3 separate regions of the Mus musculus genome follow, and regions 2 and 3 are each linked to region 1. A link is a contact called in public ChIA-PET and Micro-C data. All regions are on one chromosome and are shown on one strand. Each heading gives the region's core, a stretch centred on a gene start, on an enhancer-like site or on the middle of the called end of the contact. The rest is flanking DNA. Distances are from core to core; before and after follow the strand shown.

What was found. A called contact is a pair of places that touch in the nucleus more often than the background predicts. ChIA-PET counts read pairs in DNA pulled down with a chosen protein or histone mark.
Region 2: a contact with region 1 is called in a Micro-C map of B cells, with 4 times the contacts expected there. The contact joins the promoter of Cbr3 here to the enhancer-like site in region 1. A contact is called at or near these places in 1 of 39 promoter capture datasets (epiblast stem cells), 3 of 484 Hi-C or Micro-C datasets (B cells and embryonic stem cells), 4 of 115 datasets of contacts at active chromatin or transcription factors (effector CD8 T cells, embryonic stem cells and memory CD8 T cells) and 3 of 9 other capture datasets (adipose tissue, liver and pancreatic islet).
Region 3: an RNA polymerase II ChIA-PET map of memory CD8 T cells shows a contact between it and region 1, with 10 read pairs. The contact joins the promoter of Dop1b here to the enhancer-like site in region 1. A contact is called at or near these places in 1 of 39 promoter capture datasets (macrophages), 2 of 484 Hi-C or Micro-C datasets (both in liver), 2 of 115 datasets of contacts at active chromatin or transcription factors (effector CD8 T cells and memory CD8 T cells) and 4 of 9 other capture datasets (adipose tissue, embryonic stem cells, liver and 1 more).

What each region holds. Positions count from the first base shown.
Region 1 is chr16:93,583,549-93,588,095 of GRCm38.p6, reverse strand. Setd4 (SET domain containing 4) reads left to right here. Exons shown (of 12, transcript NM_145482.3): 9 at 196-277; 10 at 1,779-1,859; 11 at 2,794-2,917; 12 at 4,412-4,547. The coding sequence ends at 4,546. Among named protein-coding and RNA genes, the nearest start is that of Setd4, 18 kb to the left of the region's middle. Within about 2 kb of position 1,520, at least 118 of the 459 cell types and tissues checked have an H3K27ac peak or open chromatin away from gene starts, as enhancers often do. A contact at or near this core is called in B cells, effector CD8 T cells, epiblast stem cells and 1 more, where this site is marked.
Region 2 is chr16:93,681,041-93,685,230 of GRCm38.p6, reverse strand. Cbr3 (carbonyl reductase 3) reads right to left here and starts at 2,012. Exons shown (of 3, transcript NM_173047.3): 1 at 1,618-2,012; 2 at 77-184. The coding sequence starts at 1,906.
Region 3 is chr16:93,709,437-93,714,249 of GRCm38.p6, reverse strand. Dop1b (DOP1 leucine zipper like protein B) reads right to left here and starts at 2,343. Exons shown (of 37, transcript NM_027293.1): 1 at 2,182-2,343. It overlaps Gm41501 (a long non-coding RNA gene), which reads right to left. Exons shown (of 3, transcript XR_876265.3): 3 at 4,618-4,813.

The sequences.
Region 1 (4,547 bases), core at 271-2,770:
GTCTGTGCTTCTGTCCTCCGCCTTGGAAAGCTCACAGCTCTTCAGGGAGCCGGGATCTCAGCGAGCTGTCCTAAAGAGGACACTTGGTGTGAACTGGCAGACACTCTGGTTATCGTGGGCGGCTGATGGGAGGGAGAGGGGCATGTGCTTTATCTGAATCACATCCTAAGTCTGATGGTCTCCTCTCTAATGCAGACATGCTGGTTAAGTTCCTCCCTGCAGCAGATAAGCAGCTCCACAGGAAGATAACCATTTTGAAGGATCATGGCTTTACAGGGTAAGGCTTTTCTGTCTGGAAATTATCCCTTCAGGGAGTTCCCATGGGAATACTCCTGGCTCTGGTTTCTGTAAGTGTGACCCTCCTGTCTCTGTGTTGGCTGTCAGGTGGGTGTTTATTAAGCTCTTAGACTGTAGCAAGTTGGGCTTGTTGTCCTAGGCACTCAAGGGGTGAGAGTCAAGCTTGAAACAGTCCTGTCCGTGACCCAGGCCCGGGTCAGGTGGGGTGGAGCTGCGCTGTCACAGGCCATGCTGGTCCCTAGCAGAACATCAGGGACGGTGACCTACACCGGATCCCCAGCTCTTTCACGTCTTCTTTTCTGGATAAAATCAGGTTTTTTGGGTACACAGCGACAGTGGCTGTTTGCTCTCCGGGATGACCAGGGTCTCTGTGTTCATCTCACTGTAAACGTGTGATGTAGTTACCAGGCCGCTTGCTGTGGTCCCGTGACCAAGTTCAGTGTCTGGCTGAAATTGATTGGAAATGGCTTTTAGCCTTGTCTTAGTTAGGGTTACTAGTGCTGTGATAAAACACCATGACCAAAAGCAAGTCTGGGAGGAAAGGGTTCATTTGGCTCACACTTCCACATCACAGGAACTCAAGCACGGCAGAAGCCTGGAGGCAGGAGCTGATGCAGAGGCCATGGAGGGGTGCTGCTGCACTGCTGGTTTTGTGTGTCAACTTGACACAGCTGGAGTTATCACAGAGAAAGGAGCTTCAGTTGGGGAAATGCCTCCATGAGATACAACTGTAAAGCATTTTCTCAATTAGTGATCAAGGGGGAAAGGCCCCTTGTGGGTGGTGCCATCCTTGGGCTGGTAGTCTTGGGTTCTATAAGAGAGCAGGCTGAGCAAGCCAGGGGAAGCAAGCCAGTAATGAACATCCCTCCATGGCCTCTGCATCAGCTCCTGCTTCCTGACCTGCTTGAGTTCCAGTCCTGACTTCCTTGGTGATGAACAGCAATGTGGAAGTGTAAGCCGAATAAACCCTTTCCTCCCCATCTTGCTTCTTGGTCATGATGTTAGTGCAGGAATAGAAGTCCTGACTAAGACAGCTACTTACTGTTTTGTTCCTCTTGGCTTGCTCCTCCTGCTTGCTCATAGAGCCCAGGACCACCTGCCCAGGGATGACTCCACCCACAGTGGGCGGGGCCCTGCGCCATTGTTCACTGATTAAGAAGGTGCTCTGCAGCTGGATCTGAGGGAGGCAGTTCCTCAGCTGAGGTTCTCTTCTTTCCGGTGACTCTAGCTTGTGTAAAGATGACATCAACTAGCCAGCACAGCCCAGAGCAGTCAGAGCAGGTTCCGTTTGTGTGGAGTGACCCACACAGAGGCTGGTGTTACCCAGCTTCATTCGTCGTAGCCGCAGCCTGATTTTCTCGCCTCTGTGTGGAGGTGACCTAGCATTGTACTTGTTCAAAGCCACTGCTGGCTTCCTTGGGTGCTTGCCACGGAGTCGTTTCTACGCGACACATTTGGTGTTGCCTGCTTCTCTTTTGTAGAAATCTGACGTTTGGATGGGATGGGCCGTCCTGGAGGCTACTCACGGCTCTCAAGTTGCTGTGTCTGGAAGCCGAGCGCTTGTAAGTCTCCCCTGCATTACGTACAAGCTGCGCCTACTTCCTGGTGAAGCTGAGGGGTTTGGGAGGCTTGGATTTAGAGGGAAGGAGTGGACTGTGCCCCGCTGCTTTCAGGGGCCTTAGCCTTCCAGAGTGCGTGGCTCTGAGAACTTGCCCCTCTGTCCAGGTGACCCCTGGTGACTGAGTATTGTCAGCGCTGTCACTGTTCAGGGCACATCTGCCAGTGGGTGGCTTTTCCTGTGGTAAGCAAGCTTCTAACCACAACCCTCTAACTGTCCTAACCAGCCCCGCTGAAGGCCTTTTTCGTGAAAGGAGCCGGGTAGAAGAACCCAGTGTAGACGTTCATCTTGCTCAGGCTCCTCACCCTTTCTAAGGGGTTAGGGCTGCCAGTCACACCCCAGAGCCTTCACCTCTGCAAGCCAAGGCACCGTGAGTGACTGACTCACCTGGGTGTAGAGGATGGCCTAGCTGCAGACTCCTTCCATTTGGAGGGCGTGTGGCAGTGAGCTGTGTTTGTGGCTGTCACCTTTTAGGAAAAACTTTCCCTTAAAGGAGCACACAGTGCTACAGCTGCTGAGTCTTGTGGCCATTTGCCAGAGCCTGGCCTTCCGGTTTTGTGTTTCTGCCCCTTGTGCCCCTGTAGCTGGTGGGTGTGACTTCAATGACTTGTCCACCAGACCCAGGACTGCTGTGAAAATAGAATCCAGTCTCTGCTGGCCGGGAGCCGACTGACTAGCTGGCCCTTGATTTACTCTGCTCCTCTTTCTTCCTCCGTGCTGGTGGCTCCCACTCAGGAGCTGAATGATGTCACGGCTTAGGAGCCGAGCTTCACTGTGCTCCGGAAGAATGGGCGTGCTGTGTGTCATCTTGCAGAGTGAGTGCCATCTCCGGTAACGGGGACCTGCTGAAATGACTTTATTGAATATTTCTGCTCTAGCACATCCTGGAAAAAGGTGCTCCTTGGCGAAGTCATCTCCGATACAAACGAGAAGACAAGCTTGGGCGTGGCCCAGAAAATATGCTCTGACGTCATCGAGGAGACGCACGCTGTGCTGCGCAAGGTGTGGGCCCAAGGTTTCAGTCCCGAGGCTGCTTATCATGTGTGCCATTAGGGAAGTCCTGAGAGTTCCTGATGAACAAATGTGGCTGTGTTAACAGGTTTACATTTTACAAGTTAAGTAAATGCGGCTGGGGAGCTGGCCTGATGGTGACGACCGGCATGCAAGCTGGGATGGCAGCCTGTTTTCCCGGGGCCTGGGGTGGGGATAGGCAGAAACCAGTGGATGTAGGTGGAACCAGGAGAATTAAGGAGGCTCGCTGGCCAGCTGGCCTAGTCCAGCGGTGAGTTCCAGGTTAAGTGAGAGACCTTGACTCACAGCAATAGAGGTAGACAGCAATAGGAGCTGGTGCCCAGCATCCCCCTCTGGCTTCTGCGTGTGCGTGCGTGGGCCAGCACATCCCACTGCAAGTTTTATATGTAGTGTACAGTGCACAGCGGTGCTTGATACACACACACCTGTGGAGTGGCTTCACCAAGCACAGCATTGTCCACCTGACTTTCTGTGCTGAGAGCTCTCATCGTCTGTGTGATGAACACGGTGCCTTGTTCCTAACTCTGCTCACGTGTTGCTGTCCAGAGAGCTCTCTCCCCTCTGTGTGTTGACGGACATCCCCACAGTCTCGCCTCCATTCACGTGCTGTCGGCCATTCTTTCTGCAGTCCTAAGTAGAACATGGAGGCTCTGGCCTATTTCATTTAACTTTGTGTCCTCCTGGCTTGTTGCTGATGTCACACAAAGGGTCTCCTGATCCCCGCCCCGTTTTTGTGACATTGGGATTGGAACCCAGGGCCTGATACCTAGGCTTGTGCCCCACACCTGAGTTCGGTCACTTGCCCTTGGTTCTGTTTTGGACTGTACCCATTTTTTTATCCACTGATCATCACTGGGTACTTGGGTTGAATCTTAGCTTTACCTCATGTTTTAGTAGATAGAAATCATTGCCTGGTCTCTTAGTAATAGCATTTCAACTATTTCTTTCTGTGTGTGTTTTAATTTTATTTATTTTATTTTATTTTTTCAAGACAAGGTTTCTCTGTGTAGCCCTGGCTGTCCTGGAACTCACTCTGTAGACCAGGCTTGCTGGACTTGAACTCAGAAATCCGCCTGCCTCTGCCTCCTGAGTGCTGGATTAAAGGCATGCGCCACCACCGCCCAGCAATTTTTTTTCTTTTAATAAGAAATAATTTATAAGAAATGTGATTGTTAAAATTAAAAATTTTAGTGCACTTTTATGCTAAGTGAAAATAAAAATACAAAAGGACAGGTGCTGTCCACACAGGGGAGGACGGGTGCTGTCCACACAGGGATTCCCCAGAGCAGTGATTCCCTACACGTTCATCCTTAGAGTGTTTCTGTTTGGACTGAACGAGTAACCTGGAGTGAGTTGTAGCTGTGGTTACCCCATGTGGGGGAGGGGGTGGGGACTCTAAGCAGTTTACATGGTAAATTTTCTCGTACATTTCTATTATAATAAAAATTTAAAAATAACTTTCAGGTTTCTGACATGAAGGAAGGGACAGTGTCACTGAGAAGCCAGCTCTCCTTGGTGGAAGCCTTGAGGATGGAAGAGCTTAGGATTCTCCAGGCTTCTGCTGAGATCCTGAGTGGCTTGCTAGCCCCCTTTTCCTGAC
Region 2 (4,190 bases), core at 763-3,262, 97 kb before region 1:
GTGGTCCCTGTTGGTTGCCCTATTTGAGGGACCGAGGGCCACTTCCCGAGGGACAGTAGTCCTACTTTGGACTTACCATGTGGTTTCATTATAGGCAGTAACTCAGTGCAGACATTTCTAGTGGCAAAAAAGTTCGTCTTCAGTGTCACCTCAGCTTGAATGTCGAAGGGTGTTGGGTCATCCACTTTGAAAAGCACACAAAAAAAAAAAAAAAAAAAAAAAAGAAAGAAAGAAAGAAAGAAAAGAAAAGAAAAGAAAAGAAAAAAGAATTACATTTTCCTCTGAAACTCGTGTGGCCAAGTTGGATCTCATCACATAACAGCTAAAGGGAAAGTGTACTAACTTTAGGACAGTCTTGCTGAGTGTGGTGATACACACATCTGTAAAGTACACACACACACACCTTTAAACTAGAACTTGATCATTCTAAAGGTCTTAAGAGCATAAGGAAAGAACTTTCTGGTCCACACCTCAAGTTTCTCATCAGCCACGCTCATGTCGCGTCTCAAGAACACTCAGTTTTGATCTTCCTGTCTCAAGCTTGAATAGGGTTCCTGGAGGTTGGGAAAAGATGCTCTGGTGAGGCTGGTGTAAGACCTCAGCTTGTGTGGTGGGGCAGCTGCTGCTCAGATTTGCATACACATGGCCCACATTTAAGTATGAACCTCCAGGGCCATAATTCACCAAACCTTCCATCCGACAACGCTGAGAGTGGCTGAGGTGGTGAGCTCGCCCCTCCCCTTCCCCAAAGCCCACATGCCAGAGTTTGGAAGTGCGGGTACAAGGGTGTCTTGGCTCTCACGCAAGGCGCCTATGGGTGTCCAGGGCCAACTGGAGAGTTTTCGGCTGCACAATAGTCTCCCTCCCTCGTTAGTCTCCGGCTCTCTCAGCATTTTCAGTGAAGCTGGAATGTTTGTTTCAGTTCCAGCACATGGCAACTGGATAATTTTGCTAATTGGACATTTGTTAGAGTAAGCGATCTTGTTTTGTTTTTTTGGGTTTTTTTTCCCCTAAAGGAAGATGATTTCCAAACCGCACTTGCAAGTTTAATAACAAACCTAGTTCCCCGAGGAGGAGGGAAGCAGAGCTCGCTTCCTTTTTGCCAGAGCCTCTCAAAACGCTCCATTAAAGCGGGTAGGAAACCCACTATCGTGCCAGGGCGCTAATTGTGTCCGGGCGACCCATTTCCTGTCCTCAGCAGATATCTACTGGCATCTATGAATTCGCCCTTGTTTCACGCGAAGCGAAAGCTCCAACCCTATTTTTTTGGAAGACCCTTCTCTGAGAAAAGCCTTCGTGCGTGGGACAGAAAGCTGATGAGCTTGACAAGGCGTGGTCCCCTCCCAAGAGACCGGTTTTCTTCCAAACAGGCGCAGCTGAAAGTTCCAAGGAGGGCCTCCGGCGGAGCACAGGCCCGCACAGGCCGCCGGCCGGGTCGGGCATGGAGTGGGGTGCCTGGGCGGGCCCGCACCCGAGTCACCGCACGGGGGAACTCGCCACGCAGAGCGCGAGCCGGGTGCACCCAGGCGGGATGGCGCAGCCTCCGGATCCCAGAGGCTCACTGCCCAGCACCCTCGGAAAACCCCGGGACACCTCCTCCTGGAGCCCCACACCTACTTCTAAAGGCGATGCCCGCGTTGTTGACCAGCACGTTAAGTCCCCCGTACTCCTTGCGCAGAAAGTCGCGCAGCGCACGGATGCTCTGCGGGTCGTCGATGTCCAGCTGGTGGAAGCGTGGGCTCAGGCCCTCCGCCTGCAGCTGCTGCACCGCCGCGCGGCCCCGCGCCTCGTCCCGCGCCGTGAGCACCACGTCCCCGGAGAATTTCCGACACAGGTCACGCGTGATCGCAAAGCCGATGCCTTTGTTAGCCCCAGTTACCAGGGCCACGCGGCTGCAGGACGACATGTCAGAGGGACACACGGACCACCTGATGGCCGGGCCGGCTGGGCAGCGGGTCACGCGTGGTCAAAACCGTGGCGTAGGACTAGATTCTGGGACCCGGCGCTGCGACTGCTAGAGAGCAAGGCCTTGAGAAGCCTGTCCCTCCCCTCTGAGGAGGAGCCGTCTGTTCCCGAAGGGTCCGCCTCCTCCCGCTCGCCTGCCCGCCCGCCCGCCGGCCAGTGTAGAGATCCTGGTTCCGAGCTAAGCAGTGGTCAGGGACAAGCGCTGCTCCCAAAGGAAGGGGTCAGCAGGACTCGTGGCAGTCGGATTGAAACAACTATTTTGGGGAAACTTCAAAAGGAGGAAAACAAATGCTCCGTAATTTTCTTGGGCGAGAACCCGTCGTTCTCTGCAGAATGCAAATGTTTGCTTCTGCGGAACTCGCTCTGAGATTACTTAACACACCCCGCGGTTTGCTCAGGGACTTCAGGGAACAGTGCCTGGGAGTAGACTGAACAGGTGTGGGCGAGCCCTCGCGGCTGGAGGTCTCGGTGCGCCCCCACGTGGGAGAGAAGGCTCATGTTTATCGAACTGTTTTGAGTAGTACGGGAGTCCTCAGTGCCGGTCTTTGGTTTATTCCAAGTGTACTGGGTATGCAGATAGATCTGCATTGGTCTCAGTCTATGCGAGTCATCTCCCAAGGAGATGCTGAACCTACGAACAAAATTCCAGGCGTGTCTAAGTGTGGGCACGCAATCAGACCTCCTCCCTTCTTGGGTGGAATCGAGTCTGTGCTGATCCTACTTGGCTAGGGATTGTGAGGTTGAAGGACAATTAAGTCCTCACTCACAGTGATTCAGCGTTTCCCGAGCTGATCCGGCCAAACTGCCTTAGCCTCTTATTACGGACTCCACCTTCTGTTTCAAATGAGGTGAGGAAGGTGAGCTCTGTGGGGGCCTAGCCTGCCTGTGATGTTAACTTGAGAGGATCTAGGAGACAGACCTCTCTCTCAGCCTGTCTCTGAGGGAGTTTCTCAGTTAGGCTGACTGGGGTAGGAGGCCCACCCTAAGCTCAGTACCGTTCCAGGGACTGGGATGCTGGACTGAATGAAACGGAGAAAGTGAGCTGGGCCAAGGCTGTGGAGCTGGCTCCGTGGGTGAAGGTTATGAGGACTAGAGTTCAAATCCCCGCTCCACACAACGTGGGGCAGTGTGGCTGCTGTGTGACCCCAGAAGCAGGATTTCCGGAGGCGAGCTGATTAGCCAAGTCTGCAAGGTCTGGTTCAAGTGAGAGACCCTGCCTCAAAGAATCAGGAAGAGATGAATAGCAGAAGACATTTGTCAACCTCTGACCTCTGCATACACGGGAACCCCGCCCCCTTCCTCCCAACCCCCACACACAGTTTGACCATCTGTCTTATGCTCATGTGGTTAGGACCCCACAGTGTTGGACTCTCGAACTGTGAGCCAGGATAAACCCGCTCTTAAATCGCTTTTTCTTTGGTTATGTGATCAAGGCAGCAATGGGAGTAACATTTACAGAGTCCGGGACAACTTTTTCTGCTTTCTCTCCTAAAGACCAGTGGGGAGTTCAGAGTGTAGTTCGGTGATGGAGCACTTGCCTAGCATATCCTTGTGAATGAGAATTCCTGAGAAGAAGTTGTGCCTGGCTGTCTACAAGACTCCTGGAAGGAGTTCTGTGCCTGAAGAGACTGAAGGACAGGCTGCTGTGGGGAGACTGGGATTCTGCAGGTTCAGAGGTTAAGTATCTTGGACTAGGTTTAGCTTCTGGAACAACTTCTCCTTGTCAAATCTGAGCCAACATCTCGTGATAATAAATAAAAGCCTCTTAGATGCTACTGACGCGGTGGGACACTGGCTTCCAGCAATCCGAGAGCTAAGAATGTCCTGAGGTAGCATCTTGGGCCCACAGAACAGCTCCGTCTCACTGTACCTGCCTCTCTGCTGTGCCCATCCATGGATTTCAAAGATTCATGACATCCTCTGGGAAACTATAAAACCCTCGGGAAAGTGCTTCTGAGTTGGAACATAAATTGGGGATCCTAATTCTGTGTTTCCAGGCCGTGGTCACTCAAAATGCCCCCAGGATAAATTTCTTTAGGATCAGAGCTGAGAGCAGGTGGTGGTGGTGCATGCCTTTATTTCCAGCAATTGGAAGGCATGGGCAGGCAGATCTCTGACTTTAAGGTTGGCTTAGTCTACAAATTGAGTTCCAGGACAGCCAGGGAGGGTTACACAGAGAAACCTTGCCTGGAAAAACAAACAAGCAAAACCCCAAACCAACCAAA
Region 3 (4,813 bases), core at 1,094-3,593, 130 kb before region 1:
AACTTGAGGAACTACTTAAATAACTGCAGCTGAATAAGGCTGACATGAGGTGACAGAGGGTAGGCTAGAATACTGACTGAGTCTGGGCTGGGGAGGTGGCTCAGTCAGGTAAGTGCTGAGCACCTGAACCATCCCCACAACCCAGATAGAAAGGCCAGATGTGCTGGGTACACATTTGTAATCCTAGCACAGGGCTCTGTCCACCAGCCTGGCCTAACCTGGGCTCCCGGCTCAAGGAGAGACTTTGCCTCAAAATAAAAAGGATGTCTTTCCTGAGAAAGGAAGCCCAAAGATTGGCTGCAACTCACTCTCTCTCTCTCTCTCTCTCTCACACACACACACACACACATTCTCACACACTCTCATACACATACTCACATACACTCTTTCTCTTACACACACATACACACTCTCACACACACATACACACTCACACACTCTCTCCTCTCTCTCTCTCTCTCTCTCACACACTCACACACTCTCATACACATACTCACATACACACTCTCTCTCTCACACACACACACACTCACACACTCTCATACACATACTCACATACACTCTTTCTCTTACACACACATACACACTCTCACACACACATACACACTCACACACTCTCTCTCCTCTCTCTCTCACACACACACTCACACACTCTCATACACATACTCACATACACTCTCTCTCTCTCACACACACACACACACTCACACACTCTCTCTCATACACATACTCACATACACTCTCTTACACACACATACACACTCTCACACACACATACACACTCACACACTCTCTTCTCTCTCTCTCTCTCTCTCTCTCTCTCTCTCTCTCACACACACACACACACACACACACACACACACACACACACAGAGCTATCCGAGTCTGGTTTGGACAAGAGAGGAAAGAGGAAGGCAAGCTATCAGCAAAGGAGTCCTCGGAGCCCACAGGTGTGGACTCTCATGATGCCAGGAAGAGCTGCATCACTGAGACGGTGAGTGTCCAGGATGACAGAGAGCGCCTGGCTGCCCTTGGCAAGGAGGCTGTCAGCCAGGTATGAACAGGCAGCAGGTGCAGTTCTTTCTCTGTGAGGGCCCAATGCTGGCACAACTGCACAGGTAAGAAGCTCAGAGGTTATTCAAGCGAACCCCTTCAAAATACGGGCATGGGGAATTACAACACTACACAGTTTCTGTGTCAGCTCTACACTGATTTCACTTACGAAACACACTGGAGTCCCACAAGGGACATTACTGCCGAAAGATGGGGATATTAGGGATTAGTGGTAGGCATAGGATTCGGGCTCAGTTCTGTTATACAATGGCTAGGTCAACCTCTAAACAGCCCCTCTCACAAGCCATCTCCAACACCTATTTTTGTGAGATACAACCGCAGTTCAGTGGGCTGATAGCGCTATGGAGGCTACAAAAGATAATACGCAAAGCCCTATGCACACGTGCACCCGATACCTTTACCTTGAAACAGAAAGCATTCGTAGGAGTGCTCTCGCCTTACCCATTCCTAATTTCTAAGCTCAGGTGAAGACGCAAAAGCCATCTGCTGGATCCGGAAGTCGGTTGTAAACATGCTTACAAGGAAGGAGTATGATGAACACAGTAAAAGCCGACAATCAGCAGCCTTCCTATTTACTTGCTGATAATGTCCCTGCTTCTACAGCGCATCAACCCTCTTTACCAACTGGCCCAGTTTTGAATTCGGTCTTTTACACTGAGATCAAATAGCACTAGAGGGGGGAAAAAAAGCAAGACACCTGACACTTCACAGGAATAGCTTTTAAAGGTGGGGTGTCCTCAACAACCCTACACAGGCTTCCCGAGATGGGGACTGCTGTCACCGGGTGAGCACCTCCTCCGCGGCTTATCCGCCGGCGCAGGGGCAGGCTGGCTGGTGCACGCCGGCTGCTGGGACACCATTAGGGAACCTGGAAGCCCTGCCCAACAAAGGCTGAGCTTCCAGAACGGCCCTGGGCCGGCTAGGCTGACAGCGGTGGCCATTCGACCTCCACCTGCGGCCCGAGGCCCGCTCGCACGGACCCTGCCAGGCGCAGAAGGCCGGGTCTGAAGCCCACACCCACGCGCGGCCGTACCCGCACTGCAGCAGACGCGCCACCGCCCGAGCTCTACGCCTCTGCCGCTCCGGGCCCGCGGGGACCACACTTACCGGCGGCCGCGGACCTCGGCGGTGGGCGTGGGACGGAGCCCGTCGGCTGCGGGACAAGGCGGCTCTGCGCTTCGGCAGAGACCTCGAAGGCGGAGGTATCGCTGCGCCTCCGCCCAGCTGCCGCCACTCCCGGGAACTGGGCGGCTGGGGGCGGGGCCGGAAGGCGGGACCTCGGGGGGCGGGACCTGGAGGCAGGCCCTCGGCGTGGGGCGGGGTCCTTAGCGGTGACTGGGAGGGGCCATTGTAGGCGGGGTCATGACGTTGCGCGTGAACGGGGGCGGAGCCTTAACGGTATGGCGGCGCCTCTCTCCTCGTGGGCGGGACTCTAGGCGTGTGGGCGGGGCCTTGGTGGCGGGGTTGGTTTGGCCTCTGCGGCGTGGGGCCGCGCCCTGGTCAGTCACATAGGGCGGAGAGCGAAAGAGGAGACTTGGAGGCGGAGGGGTTGGGGGAGGGGTCTGGCAGAGTGGGTGGGGCCTCGGTGCTCAAGGCGGGGCTCTGGACGCGTGGAGCTGCCAGTGGACCGATGGTGGGTGGGGTCTCTGAGGGCGGGGTTTTTGGGGCTGGAGGCTGGTCTAAACTTGGGGGGCCAGTGGTGGGCGTGGCCTTGCGATGTAGTCGGGTAAGGTCTCACATAAACAGGCAGGTAAAACCCTGGGCTTGGGGGGTGGGTATGGGGAAGGGGGCTGAGTATGGGGAACCTTTGGGATAGCATTGAAAATGTAAATGAGGAAAATACCTAATAAAAAAAAAAAAAGAGAAAAAAAAAAAAACAACAACAACAAAAAAAAAAAACCCTGGGCTTTCCGGACTCTGGGAGCAGGGCCTTCCCAGTGTCGTGCACCCTTGGGCTTTGCGTCAGGACCACACCCACAATCTTCATCGTGGGGTGGAGGCAGGAAGAATCCCAGGTAACAGGAACAGAAGGCTTGGGGGTTCCGGGTTAAGGTGTCCATGCATCCTCGAAGAGTGATGGGGTCTGGGAGCTGGCAGGATTCACTCTGACATTGACCGTGTCTTGATGACGCCAGCAGCAGCGCTGCCAGATGAAACAGCGCCTTCTACCGACTAAGGTTATTTCAGTGATAGCCTATTCCATGAAAATTTTAGAAAGAGCTATCTAGTGCTGGCTAGTTTTATGCCAATTTGACACAATCTAGAGTCAGCTGAAAGGAGAGAACCTCGATGGAGAAAATACTTTCATAAGATCTGGCTATAAGCAGACAAAACCTTATTTTCTCAATTAGTGATTGATGGAGAGGGCCCAGCCCATTGTGGGTAAAGACATACCTGGGCTGGTGGTTCTGTGTTCTTTTTTTTTTTTTTTCTTATTTTTTTTATTACATATTTTCCTCAATTACATTTCCAATGCTATCCCAAAAGTCTCCCACACCCTCCCACACCCTCCCCTACCCACCCATTCCCATTTTTTGGCCCTGGCGTTCCCCTCTACTGGGGCATATAAAGTTTGCCTGTCCAGTGGGCCTCTCTTTCCAGTGATGGCCGACTAGGCCATCTTTTGATACATATGCAGCTAGAGTCAAGAACTATGGGGTACTGGTTAGTTCATAATGTTGCACCTACAGGGTTGCAGATCTCTTTAGCTCCTTGGATACTTTCTCTAGCTCCTCCATTGGGGGTCCTGTGATCCATCCAATAGTTGACTGTGAGCATCCACTTCTGTGTTTGGTTCTGTGTTCTATAAAAAAGCAAGCTGAGGGCTGGAGAGATGGCTCATCAGTTAAGAGCACTGATTGCTCTTCCAACGGTCCGGAATTCAAATCCCAGCAACCACATGGTGGCTCACAACCATCCGTAATGAGATCTGATGCCTTCTTCTGGGGTGTCTGAAGACAGCTACAGTGTACTTACATATAATAAATAAATCTTAAAAAAAAAAAAAGCAAGCTGAGCAAGCCAGTAAGCAGCACCTTCCATGGCCTCTGCATCAGCTTCTGGCTCCAGGTTCCTGCCCTGCTTGAGTTCCTGCCCTGACTCCTTCAAAGGTGAACCATGATATGGAAGAGTAAGCCAAACCCTTCCTCCCCAAGCTGCTTTTGGTTGTGGTGTTTCATCACAGCAATAGTAACTAAGACACCATCCAAATCTATTTAGTAATTGCTTATAAAGCTCAGTGAATATTTTTTCTGGGAAAAATAGATTATATCAGATTCCAAAATAGATATATCCAGGAAGGCAAGTAGGCTAATCGGGTAAAGGCACTTGCTGCTCAGAGTTTGATTCTTGGATAAGAAAACCAGCTTCTAAAAGCTGTCTTCTCACACACACACATACACACACACACTAAATGTAAAAAACAAAACAAAACCCAGATGACAACCCTAACAGGAAGGGTTATGTAAATGGCTGAAGTCTGGTTCCCTAACTTTTATTCCATCCATCTGCTAGATACAAGTACTCTAGTCTTCTCAGGAATGGTTTTTATGTCTGGTCTTGAAATGGAAAGGGTGGGGAAGCAAAGAATTGAGCCAACTTAACAGGAAAACATTAATTTCAGTAAAGTTAACTTCCCAGTGAAGGTTTGATAAACTCTCATCTCAGAGCTTAGACAAAATGGCCAAACAACAATTGGCATGTTTTGTTGTTTGTTTTGTTTTGGCTTTTTGAGACAAGG